Regions from separate parts of the Ovis aries genome. Here region 1 is linked to region 2. Evidence: chromatin contacts called from public Hi-C data. All regions are on one chromosome and are shown on one strand. Each heading gives the region's core, a stretch centred on a gene start, on an enhancer-like site or on the middle of the called end of the contact. The rest is flanking DNA. Distances are from core to core; before and after follow the strand shown. Region 1 holds the start of RPL31 (ribosomal protein L31). Region 2 holds the start of CNOT11 (CCR4-NOT transcription complex subunit 11).

What was found. Hi-C and Micro-C count contacts between places; a contact is called where the count stands out from the background.
Region 1: a Hi-C map of liver shows a contact between it and region 2, with 3 times the contacts expected there. The contact joins the promoter of RPL31 here to the promoter of CNOT11 in region 2. A contact is called at or near these places in 13 of 16 Hi-C or Micro-C datasets (blood, hypothalamus, liver and 6 more).

Annotation. Positions count from the first base shown.
Region 1 is chr3:100,477,288-100,483,143 of ARS-UI_Ramb_v3.0, forward strand. RPL31 (ribosomal protein L31) reads right to left here and starts at 4,593. Exons shown (of 5, transcript XM_004006129.4): 1 at 4,567-4,593; 2 at 4,050-4,156; 3 at 1,083-1,208. The coding sequence starts at 4,156. LOC105614674 (a long non-coding RNA gene) reads left to right here and starts at 4,810. Exons shown (of 3, transcript XR_001434330.4): 1 at 4,810-5,067.
Region 2 is chr3:100,294,095-100,299,755 of ARS-UI_Ramb_v3.0, forward strand. It overlaps CNOT11 (CCR4-NOT transcription complex subunit 11), which reads right to left and starts at 3,312. Exons shown (of 7, transcript XM_004006127.6): 1 at 2,717-3,312. The coding sequence starts at 3,233.

The sequences.
Region 1 (5,856 bases), core at 3,343-5,842, 180 kb after region 2:
GGTGTCTTGGGATGTGGAGGTGGAAATGGCAACCCAATACCAGAATACTCCAGTAATCTTGCTTGGAGAATCCCATGGACAGAGGAACCTGGCAAGGGTCCATGGGGTCTCACAAAGTTTGACATGATTGAGCATGCTTGGGATGTACCTGTCTCAGCTGGCAGCCACCACTGCCAAGCAGTGACCTCAGCAAAATGTCATAAATGTTGGCTATGGGAGCTACGTTAAATCCCAAGCAGCACTAGGTGAACACGTCCGACTGTTAAATGTTCAGTTTCCCGGCCTCACGCACACAATCCTCCTCCTAGCTCACCAACCTCCTCAGCAGCATCACAGCTGACTGCACCCACTCTTTTGTTGACCTGAAACTTTTCTCAGTTCATGGAACACCCCTCTCCCCATCTCAAGGGAGCCCACAGACAGCTCCTTCATGAGACAATCCCCACCACGACAGCCCACTGCAGGGCTAAAGCTCAGGTCCCTGTCTCTGCATCCAACCCCAGTGTTAAAAAGACCACCCAGATGCAGACAGTGCCCCCACCCTGCTTGTCTCAAACCCTCCGGCCCCACTTCTACCCTGCCCCCTTAACTGTGCTTTACAGTAACCCCCAAATCTGCCTACAAGCAGGACTTTGCAGCCTGAGCGCCGCTGAGGCCTGGCCGCACCATTTCTCGTGTGTGTTGTGTGTGGCTGGCCACTCTGCACTGTGTAACTGCTAGGAGTCTCTGGCCTGTAGCCCACCCCCACCGTGGACACTGCTCTTCGGCCTAGAGAAAGCCAGACTCCACACCATGACCTACACGGTCTGTCTGCTGCCCAAGTCCATCCTCAAATCACACTGTCTACCCCACTTTAACCAACCGTGTTCCCAGGTCACGTTTGTTCTCTGTGTGTGATGCACTTACCTGATCCGCACACTGCTGACTCCTCCAGGTCTCAGTAACACCAGGTTAGAAGGCCTCCCCACAGATGCTACCCTACTTACTCCCTGAGCCACGGCTACGTCATCTTTTTCTCATACATCGTGTGTGTTAGCTCAGTGGAATGGTGAAATCTGTCTCACACCCAGACAACTCAGTACCTGATTCCTTTGGCCCAGACGGCTTTGTTGAGCCTGGTGTCGATGCGCACATCCGGGGTTCCCATCTCCTTCATGGCAAACTTCCGGATTTCTTTGAGTGCCCTCGGGGCACGCTTCTTGAAACCCCTGAGATTCAAAAGTAAGTAAATGAAATGAGTACAAAATTAAACATACAATACAGCGAGTTTTCATAAAACAAATCTAAACTAAACCTCTAACAACACAGGAGCAATCCTTCACCACCACGTCATGCCTGCCAGTTACACAATCGTAATCTTCTATGCACAGTCTACTTCCAGTAATGCAGAACAAGGGCTCTATGATCCTTAAAAGATGCTAATATATACACTGGACAACACTTTCTCTTTTTCTGACAAAGCAAAAATATCCTCAAGCTCTGATACCATCTGCCACAGAGATTAGAGGTTAGAATATGCTTGAACACAAAGCACACAGCACTGAAGTAAACACTATGTCATCAGGTTTCAGCAATCACACAATACTAACTTAAAGGTCCCTTATTAATTTGGTCTATGATTAAAGACAAGGGGTTTGAGATGGACCGATTTCCTCTCAAAAAACAAAAGGCCAACAGTTAACGCTTCGGATTTCTCAGCATGTATCAGGCACTATTAACCTGTTGTTTAGATAAGGAGACATAAATTCCTTGCTGCTGCTGCTGCTAAGTCACTTCAGTCGTGTCCGACTCTGCGCGACCCCATAGACGGCAGCCCACCAGGCTCCCCCATCCCTGGGATTCTCCAGGCAAGAACGCTGGAGTGGGTTGCCATTTCCTTCTCCAATGCTTGAATTTCATGCTTTCAGTTAAATACAAAATGTGAGAAAGCAGAACTCTATTAATGGCTGAAATGATCAAGCAGTTGGTTAAGTGAAGGCTATTCCAAGTAGGGGCAGAGACCAAAAGTTAAACAGACTGTGAATGTCAGAAGAGCCATATCAGTTACCATATCCAGCACCTCCCCAGCCTCCTTGAACCCATCAAACAAGCTAGCTTCCTTCACTTAAATATTTAACCACCCAGAAAAAAAATGCTACAAAGAAAAAACCAGAGAAAGGAGAGGAATAAGGAAGGGGACTGCATGTTTAAGATGGCCACAGACACTGAAGTCAAGATCCAAAGATGACGGTGCCTGTTTAGCTACCTGTGAGAAAAAGCATTATGGGGGTGGGTAAGACTAAGCTCAAACGGCTGCCCTGAATCAAATACTTGCCAGCTCTGATTAAGTAAGTAGCCAACCCATGTAGAATCATAGCAGAACTCTGGCCTCTTAAGATGGTAAGATGGGAAGCCAATGGAGGCCCAGGTGTTTGGAGTGGAGGGAACCAGGAGTCCATCAAGGAAGCAGTTCTTGTTTTCTTGGTGGTGGGACCAGTGTACTCAGGCTGAGGAAGGCAGACCCAAGAGGACATGCTCACTTGCCAACAAAAAGGGAAGGCTGCAGGGAACCTGGAAAGTGTGTGGGGGCAGCATGGACACAGGGAGTTTGGCTCAGGGTTATGTAAAATTTGAAATGCCTGTTAAAAACTGTATGCATCTTAACAGCAGCTGGACATAAGAGGCCCTAAAACTAACTGCTATTACCAAGCACAGTTAGAGAAGGGCTGAGTCCTGGACTCAATACTAAGAGGATGGGATGTGAGGAGAAACAGAGATCAGCTGCAGAGGCAAGAAAAACACAAGAATGTGAAATCCTAGGTGGTAAAATGAACGAACAAAGAACTGCCAATTGTTGCCCATCAGGAACTAAAAACCCATTCATTCAGTACTGTGAAGGTCTTCACTTAGGGCTTTTGTAACAAAAATGCCTGAAAAACTCATCCACCTGCAATGGCTCACACCCACTCTTCTAAGGCCTGGTTAACTTGTGTGGCCTGTAAAACATCACCCTAGGACTCACTCTTCACCCTTTTCCCTCTGGTTGCTTGTCTACCTCCTCCTCCTAAGCTAGGAGGGCAGGATCTTTCGGTTTCCTGTTGAACCCACAGACCCCAACACACACTTACGTGCTCAATGTGCTCCCCACATGAATCCACCACGCCCCAAATGGAAAGACTCCACATACACAATACTGCCTAGCTCACACATGATCAACACCTGGCCTGGAGTGCCAGGCCACATGTAGGGGTCACTGCCACGTGTAGGTCCCTCACAAAATCAGCTGTCCAGATACAGCAGAGACCGACCAAGCCAGTCAAGAAATTTTTGCAGGGCAACGTTTGCTGTTAAAAAAAACTCCCAACAGCAGCATTCAAGAAAAGATGCAGTCTCCAGTATCACTAGTCAGCACCATGTGCAGAAAAGGGAAGAAAGGCACTACCACCAAACCTCCAGAGATCACCACCAAGAACCTGGACGTTGGAAATCACCCCCAATATTCCTGTGGATCGCCAATGCACAACCTCCAGGTGTCCTCCCAGCAAACAACTCCACCAACACATCCTTTCCTGGTCTCTACAACGGTTTCATTCCCAGTATTACGACTTTCCCAGTATCAGTACCCATCTGTGTGGGTCAGGGAACTAAAGAAACCGCATCACAGCGTTCATGTTCTTGGCCGGTCCGGCTTCAATTAACTAGTGAACCTGACTACAAAGACCTAGACACATCAGCGTTCCCTCCTGCACAACCCTCAGACCTGCCAGGGTTTTATTCAACGACAGAGCAACGAGTGGACTGGTTTCATCACCTCCGTATCTCCCCAAATTGGCTCTCCCAGAAACCTCACCGTTCTATCTCCCGTTTCTAGGTATCAACCTCGGAGGCATTTCCCTTTAAATCCTATAAAGCTTAAACAGGGTCCATGGAAACAGACTTGAGCTTTCGCAGCATTAATGCGTAATTTCTGGCCCACCCAGCCTTCAAGCTAGACAGACTCAGGGGCCACCAGACCGTGATTTCGGGAGCCCCCAACAGCAGGGGCAGCGGCAGGCCGCAGGGGTACTCACACTCCATGGATGCGCTTGTGAATGTTGATGGTGTATTCTCTTGTCACCACCTCGTTGATGGCGGACCGGCCCTTCTTCTTCTCGCCGCCCTTCTTTGCGGGAGCCATCTAAACAAACCCAGGCGACAAAGCAGCTCAGGGCGAGTGCGTCAAACCTGTGAAGCCCTCCCTCCCGGCCCGGCCTCACGCAGCCGCCCTCGGTACGGTTTCCGGGGACAGAAGGTCCGGCCAGGTCCCTGAAGCCCCAGGTCTGGGTAGACACAAGTCGGCTACCCCGCGGCCCAAGTATCCGTATCCCTTAGGTGCCCCCGCCCCGGAAACCCTTGCAGCTCGGGTTCCCTCAAGCCTGGCCGCTCTCTCTCAGGCTCAGGGAGCCCTTAAATGCAGCGCAGATTCCCGTGCGCCGGGGACGCGGGGTCCCAGGCCAGCTCAGGACAGAGCCTGCCGGCCTGGTCAGCACAATCCAGGTAGAGGATGGCGCCGGATTACTACTGACAAAACTCCACAGCCATACTCACCCTGCAGGGCCGGGGTCGGAAAGGAAGAGCGCGAGGAATTGTGGGAGAAGGAAAGCAGCCTCGCAAGTACAACTTCCGGGTTACCTGGAGGCGGGGGAAGGAAGAGGTGCTGCTGTGACGCAAGCAGCGCGCGCCGTGGGGAAAAGGGCGTGAAGGCCTCTGGGGCGGGGCCTCGGGCGTCGCGCTTTCCCTCGCAGCTTCCTATCGTCGGTCTCCACCTCCTGCGCGCCAACGAGGGTGGGAGGGGCTTGTGGTTCGCGTTTAAGTCTTCAGAGAAAATGGGATCCTGGTCCCCAGGTGGACCGTGCCAGGGTCCTTTCTGTTTCGCCCAGTCGCTCAGTGATTCAGCCAGCATTGCCTGAACTTGTGAGCCTGGTTGGCAGCCCGGAGATGACCTACGCGCCTCCCGGCCTGGAGGGAGCAGAGAGCCTTTCCCGGCGGCAGCGATCAGCTAGCTGCAGAGATGCAGAGGGTTAGGGTTACGAGGGAGGCAGAGCAGAGGTGGGTTTGCAGAAGAAGCGTTTCGAAATTAAATGCGCTAGTTTGTAACTGACTATATGAAATGTCAATTTAGGAGACAGTAGTTGATAAAATCACCTTAGAAAGAGAGAGTAAAATACTGTGTGCAGTCTATTATATTGGAGAAATCAATGTGATTTCGTGACCTTAAATATGTTTTTAGCTCTATCACAACAGAATGACCCAAAAACAGCAATGGAAGCAGCGCTTTTATCTAACACCTGGTGTAAAGTAGGTACCTTGAAAATGAAAAGGGAGGAACCTGATGCCAGGAGGTCAGGTGTGAGTTGACAGACTTCATGGCCAAGTCTCGGGTCCGCATGCCAAACCCACGGGTTCAGAACTCTGGACCTTCCGGCTGCTGATCAGAGACTGCATTCTCTTCTGGAGGGGCAAGGGGATGGTAAAAATCTTTCAACCTAGGAAGGATGTAAAAATTTTGAGGATTGAGTTATTGAAACCCTAGAATAGTATGTGAAAACTGGAGCACTTACATGTATGGCTGAGCCCCTTCGCTGTCTGCCTGAAACTATCACAATACTTTTAATCGGCTCTGCTCCAATATAAAATTAAAAGTTTAAAAAAAAAGAAAAAAGAAAATAAAAATGATGAGAATTATAAAGAATTCTCCAATCAGGAAAGAAAAAAACTGGAGCACTGAGAAGGTGTTAGGATGAGCCTGGAGTAGAACACAAGTTAGCTCTTTGATAGTCATATTTTGCAACTAGCTTTGATGTAAAGATACTTAGTTTTGTTACATTTTGTGGGTCC
Region 2 (5,661 bases), core at 2,062-4,561:
TTCTATTCCTCATAGCAGCTCTGTTTGTTAGTCCTGAAACCTATATGCAGGTCAGGAAGCAACAGTTAGAACTGGACATGGAACAACAGACTGGTTCCAAATAGGAAAAGGAGTATGTCAAGGCTGTATATTGTCACCTTCCTTATTTAACTTATATGCAGGGTACATCATGAGAAACGCTGGGCTGGAAGCAGCACAAGCTGGAATCAAGACTGCCGGGAGAAATATCAATAACCTCAGATATGCAGATGACACCACCCTTATGGCAGAAAGTGAAGAGGAACTCAAAAGCCTCTTGATGAAAGTAAAAGAGGAGAGTGAAAAAGTTGGCTTAAAGCTCAACATTCAGAAAACTAACATCACGGCATCTGGTCCCATCACTTCATGGGAAATAGATGGGCAAACAGTGGAAACAGTGGCAGACTTTATTGTTTTGGGCTCCAAAATCACTGCAGATGGTGACTGCAGCCATGAAATTAAGAGATGCTTACTCCTTGGAAGGAAAGTTATGACCAACCTAGATAGCATATTCAAAAGCAGAGACATTACTTTGCCAACAAAGGTCCGTCTGGTCAAGGCTATGGTTTTCCAGTGGTCATGTATGGATGTGAGAGTTGGACTGTGAAGAAAGCTGAGCGCCAAAGAATTGATGCTTTTGAACTGTGGTGTTGGAGAAGACTCTTGAGAGTCCCTTGGACTGCAAGGAGATCCAACCAGTCCATTCTAAAGGAGATCAGTCCTGGGTATTCATTGGAAGGACTGATGCTGAGGCTGAAACTCCAATACTTTGGCCACCGCATGCAAAGAGTTGACTCACTGGAAAAGACTCTGATGCTGGGAGGGATTGGGGGCAGGAGGAGAAGGGGACGACAGAGGATGAGATGGCTGGATGGCATCACCAACTCGATGGACGTGGGTTTGGGTGAACTCCAGGAGATGGTGATGGACAGGGAGGCCTGGCGTGCTGCAGTTCATGGGGTCGCAAAGAGTCGGAGATGACTGAGTGACTGAACTGAATCATGTGCAACTCTTTGCCATGTCATGGACTAGCCTGCCAGGCTCCTCTGTCCATGGAATTCTCCAGGCAAGAATACTGGAGGGGTTGCCATTCCCTTCTCCAGGGGAACTTCCTGACCCAGGGATCAAAGTCTGGTCTTCTGCTTTGCAGGTAGATGCCTGCAAAGCAGCTGCCTACTCTGCCAGCTCGGAATTATTATCTGCAGCTTACAGACAAGTAAACTGAGGCAGAGACAGGCAAAATAACCAATCTATGGATTTCTTCCCTGGGAAATCTGTTTACAATACAGTTAACAGCCTAGATCTAGTTTCAGACTCACTGCATTTGAGAATAACATTACATAAATCACAGTTCCTTTACCTAACCCATCCTACAGAATTCAGAAGGCTCTCAGACTCAAATCCCACACTGTCTCTGTCCATCTTGGGTGGCGGGTTTGACCAGACCACACACATACACACACAACACACCTTGCAGTCATTTTTCTGGGCATTCTCAAACTTCCTGAAAGTCAGGTTCAGAACCTGCACCCTACAGACATCTCATGGAATACAAAAGTTGCCCCTTTTAGGTAAGAGCCGTGCAGGAAACCAATCAGAAGATGCTTTAGATCCAGAAGAACTGCCAGTAGCAACAATGAATAGCTTAACTGTAGAAGCCCTCTCCTGCAAGAAAACATTCTCTAGTATTACATTAATCCTCTGCCTTCACATTCTGGCTCTCCCTTCCTAAGGAGTGACTTACCTGTTTCCTCACTGCCTAAGGACTATGAGATCAAGCTGCTTCCCACCTCTGACAACCTGTTCTGCCCACTAAACTGGGCCCTGTCTAAATCTCCCAGACACTCATCACCATCTATCTCCTCTGGGCCGTTCTCCTCTCCCGGCTTCAGGTCTTCTCCTAAAATCAAGTCTCACAAACAAGCTCTTGAGTTACCAAAAAAAAAAAAAAAAAAAAGCAGTCTCACATCAAATCCACCGGTCTCACCAAAGTTGCAGAAAACACACCTTTTACATAATGTCCAGCAGTAGTTTTCTAATCTAGGCGGTGAATTCGAGGCTGCTTTCTATCCTGTGACCCCATCGCGTTAACCAAGGACACCTAACAGCAACAAGGTGGCTAGTATAATCCTTTGTTGTTTAGCTGGTAAGTCGTGTCCCACTCTGCGACCCCATGAGCTGTAGCCTGCCAGGCTCTTCTGTCCATGGGATTCTCCAAGCAAGAATACTGGAGTGGGTTGCCATTTCCTCCTCCAGAAGATCTTCGTGACCCAGGGGTCCAACCCGTGTCTCCTGCATTGGCAGCCGGGTTCTTTACCGCTGGGCCACGGGGGAAGCCCTGCGTAATGTGTTTCTCCGCCTCAACCACGTCTTCCGGTTCTGAATGACTTCTCATTGACTCTCCTGAGACTTAAAGCCGGGGGCAGATAAAGTGTGTCGTTACTTACAACTTCACACACCTCTGACGGGCTAGACGAGAACGAACCGCATGTGAGGCACAAAAGCGTCAAGCCCCACACTAAGCTGCGCGGTTTGACGGCTCCTACTGTTGCGGGGGGAGCGGTTAATTTTCGGTGCCAGGAAGCTGCCACTCGTCCGTACTTGGTGGAGGGGGTGGGGAGGGAATTTCAAAAGGAGACGATGGATTTCCCAGGCCGGTGAAGGCCCAGCAGCTCCAGGAGGGCGGTCCCAGCCGTACCTGAGAGGGGAGGCCGGTCGGGTTCCTGGCCGCCGCGGGCGGGCGGCGCGGGGTTGAGCAAGTGCGCGAAGCTAGCGGCGAAGGGGTTGGCGGCGAGCGGCTCGGTGCGGTACATCTCCCAGAGCAGGTAGAGCGCCGTGAGGCGCTGCGCCGCGCTGGGGAGCAGGTCCGGCTGCTGCAGCAGCATCACGAGCACCGAGCCCAGGCGGAAGTGGTCGGCTTTGCTGAAGTAGTGGTGGAAGGCGGTGGACAGGCCCTCGAAGGTGCTGCCGCCGCCCGCCTCCTCCGAGATGATGCTCAGCAGGCTCGAGAGCTCCTTCGGGGTCAGGCTCATCCTGCCCGCGGGGCCCCCCGGGCCTCCGCTCCCCGGCCCGGGGACGCCCGCTCCGCCTCTGCCGCCGGGGCCCGAGCTTCCCGGGCCGCTCCTGGAAGCCGACCCCGCCGCTTCCCGGGCTCCCCTTTGCTCCGCGGCGGTGAGAAGCCGGCCAGATGCCGCGCTTGCCCCGCCGCCGGGCATCAACCTCTTTCGTCCGTCCTGCTTCACGGCCGGAGGGGCCCTGGCGCCGGCTCGCTCCGTCCCTGCGGCCGTAAAGCGCGCTGTGGCACGACAGCGTCGCAAACAAAACAAGCCTGGAACCCAGCCGGCAGTAGAAGAGAGGGCAGCGCGCAGCCAGAGCGAGGCTGCGGGAGCCAGGCCAGGGAGAAGATCCCGAGACGCCGAGGGGGCGGAGCAAAAAGCCGGAAATTAAGGCGGGGCTTGCAGGAGGGGCCGAGCCGCCGGCGGGGCCCGGATCTCGCCCTGCGGAAGTCTCGCGGAGGCCCAGAGCGGAGCTGGGGTGTTATCTGCGCGTGCGCGAGCGAGAGGCGCGCCCCCGGTAGTGTGCCCGGGAGAAACCGTCGTCCAGATAAGCGTCTGGAAAATGCATATTAGAAACTGAAAAGCTCTCTTAATTAACACACATGACTATTCGTGGTAGAAGATTTTTAAATACAAATAACTGTAGACCATGCGTTTCTCATAACCAAAATTAATTTTCAATCCTACACTGTTTGAAGAAATGGAGTCATACTGCACACGAGCTATGGTACGCAGTTGTCTTAACAAAATTTCTGGAACATGTTTTGAGAAAGCAGAAGCACCTGCCCAGGTGACTAGGGCTCGCTCCAGGCTGGGAACCACCGAGTGATGTGACCCAGACTTGCTCGGTTCCTCCCTTAGACCTGCAAAACCCTGCAGGGATTTCTGCCAGGGAGTTTGGGAAATCCCGTGTGACCTAACTAATGCTGGCAACTGGAGAATTCTCTAGTTCAGTGCCTCCTTAGTTCTAAAATAAAATTGAAAGAAGAGAAATTGGTTGGTCATTGAGGATGCCTATTCTGAAGACTTCTTGAATTGACTATTAGAGGGACTTCCCTGGTGGTCCAGTGGCTAAAACTGTTCTCCCCCCGCCCCCCTCCATACAGGGGGCTTGGGTTGGATCCCAGGTCAGGGAGCTAAGATCATGCATGACGCAATGAAGAGCAAAGATTCCATGTGCCACCACAAAGGCCTGGCGCAGCTAAATAAAATTTATTTTAAAGTTTGAAAAATTGTTAGATATCCCTCTAGAAAGGTCCTGCCAATTAAGAGCAGCAGACATAACTTGCTAACTTGGGAAACTGATTTAAATTATCTTGAAGGTATTCTTATTTACTACAGTAAATGAACTTTATTGTGTTTGGGAGGTCTGTTTGTTACTGGGGTTTGGTCTTTTTATTTTTGTACTGCAGATTTTTTTTTCTTATATGTGTTTATCTATTTAGGCTGTGCCAGGTCTGGCCAGTTGTGGCATACTGGATCTTTAGTAGTGGCATGTGGGATCTAGTTTCCTGACCAGGGATCAAACCCAAGTCACTTGCTTTGGGAGCACAGAGTCTTAGCCACCGCACCACCAGACGAGTCCAGTTTTACTGTTTGTTTTTTTTTAAGTTGTTTCAAAATATTTGAACATTATGTGCCCCCCAAGCCCCAATAAACTATTTTTTTTTTCCTGTAGGAGCACTTTCAAAATTAGGTTGATGTTAAAAAGAACCCCAGAGGCCCCAGATGGAGTCACTTCTCCTAGGTCACACCACTAACCTAACTAAAACTTCATCCTCCCCCAGAAAATGTGAATGTTAGTCATTCAGTTGTAGTCATTCACTCTTTGCGACCTCAGGGACTGCAGCCAACCAGACTCTTCCGGCCATGGAATTCTCCAGGCAAGAATACTGGAGTGGGTTGCCATTCCCTCTTCCAGGGGAATCTTCCCTGATCCATGAATTGAACCCCAGTCTCCCGCATAGAAGGCAGATTCTTTACCGTCTGAGCCACCAGGGAAGCCAAAATGTGGGCTTAACCAGGAATTTTCTAGTCGGCATCAATGAGGTAATTGGTCATGTGGACCCTCTCCATCCCCCGAAGGAAGATGAGGTAGCCTGCCACAAAGACCCCTTCCGTTCCCCATAAGCAAGTTGTGTGCTGTGCTCAGTCGCTTCAGTCATGCCTGACTCTTTTTCCTGCCAGGCTCCTCTATCTGTGCAATTCTCCAGGCAAGAATACTGGAGTGGGTTGCCGTGCCCTCCTCCAGGGGATCTTCCTGACCCAGGGAGTGAATCTGTGTCACTTGCGTTGCGGGCGGGTTCTTTACCCATTGAGCCACCTAAGAAGCCCCATAAGCGAGTTACCTATGCCTGAAATGACGTTTTTTTGCTGATGACTTCCTTGTCTTGCCTTTGAAAACCTTTCCCTTCCTAAAGTTGTTGGGAGCTCCTCTCTACTTCCTGAATGGGATGCTGCCTCACTTGTGAATGGTTCAGTAAAACCAATTAGATCTCTAAAATGTACCCGGTTGTATTTTTGTTACTTAACAGCAGTATCCAGGGTTTCCTGCATGTTCCCTGAAAACAACTCTCAGGTCCTGGAA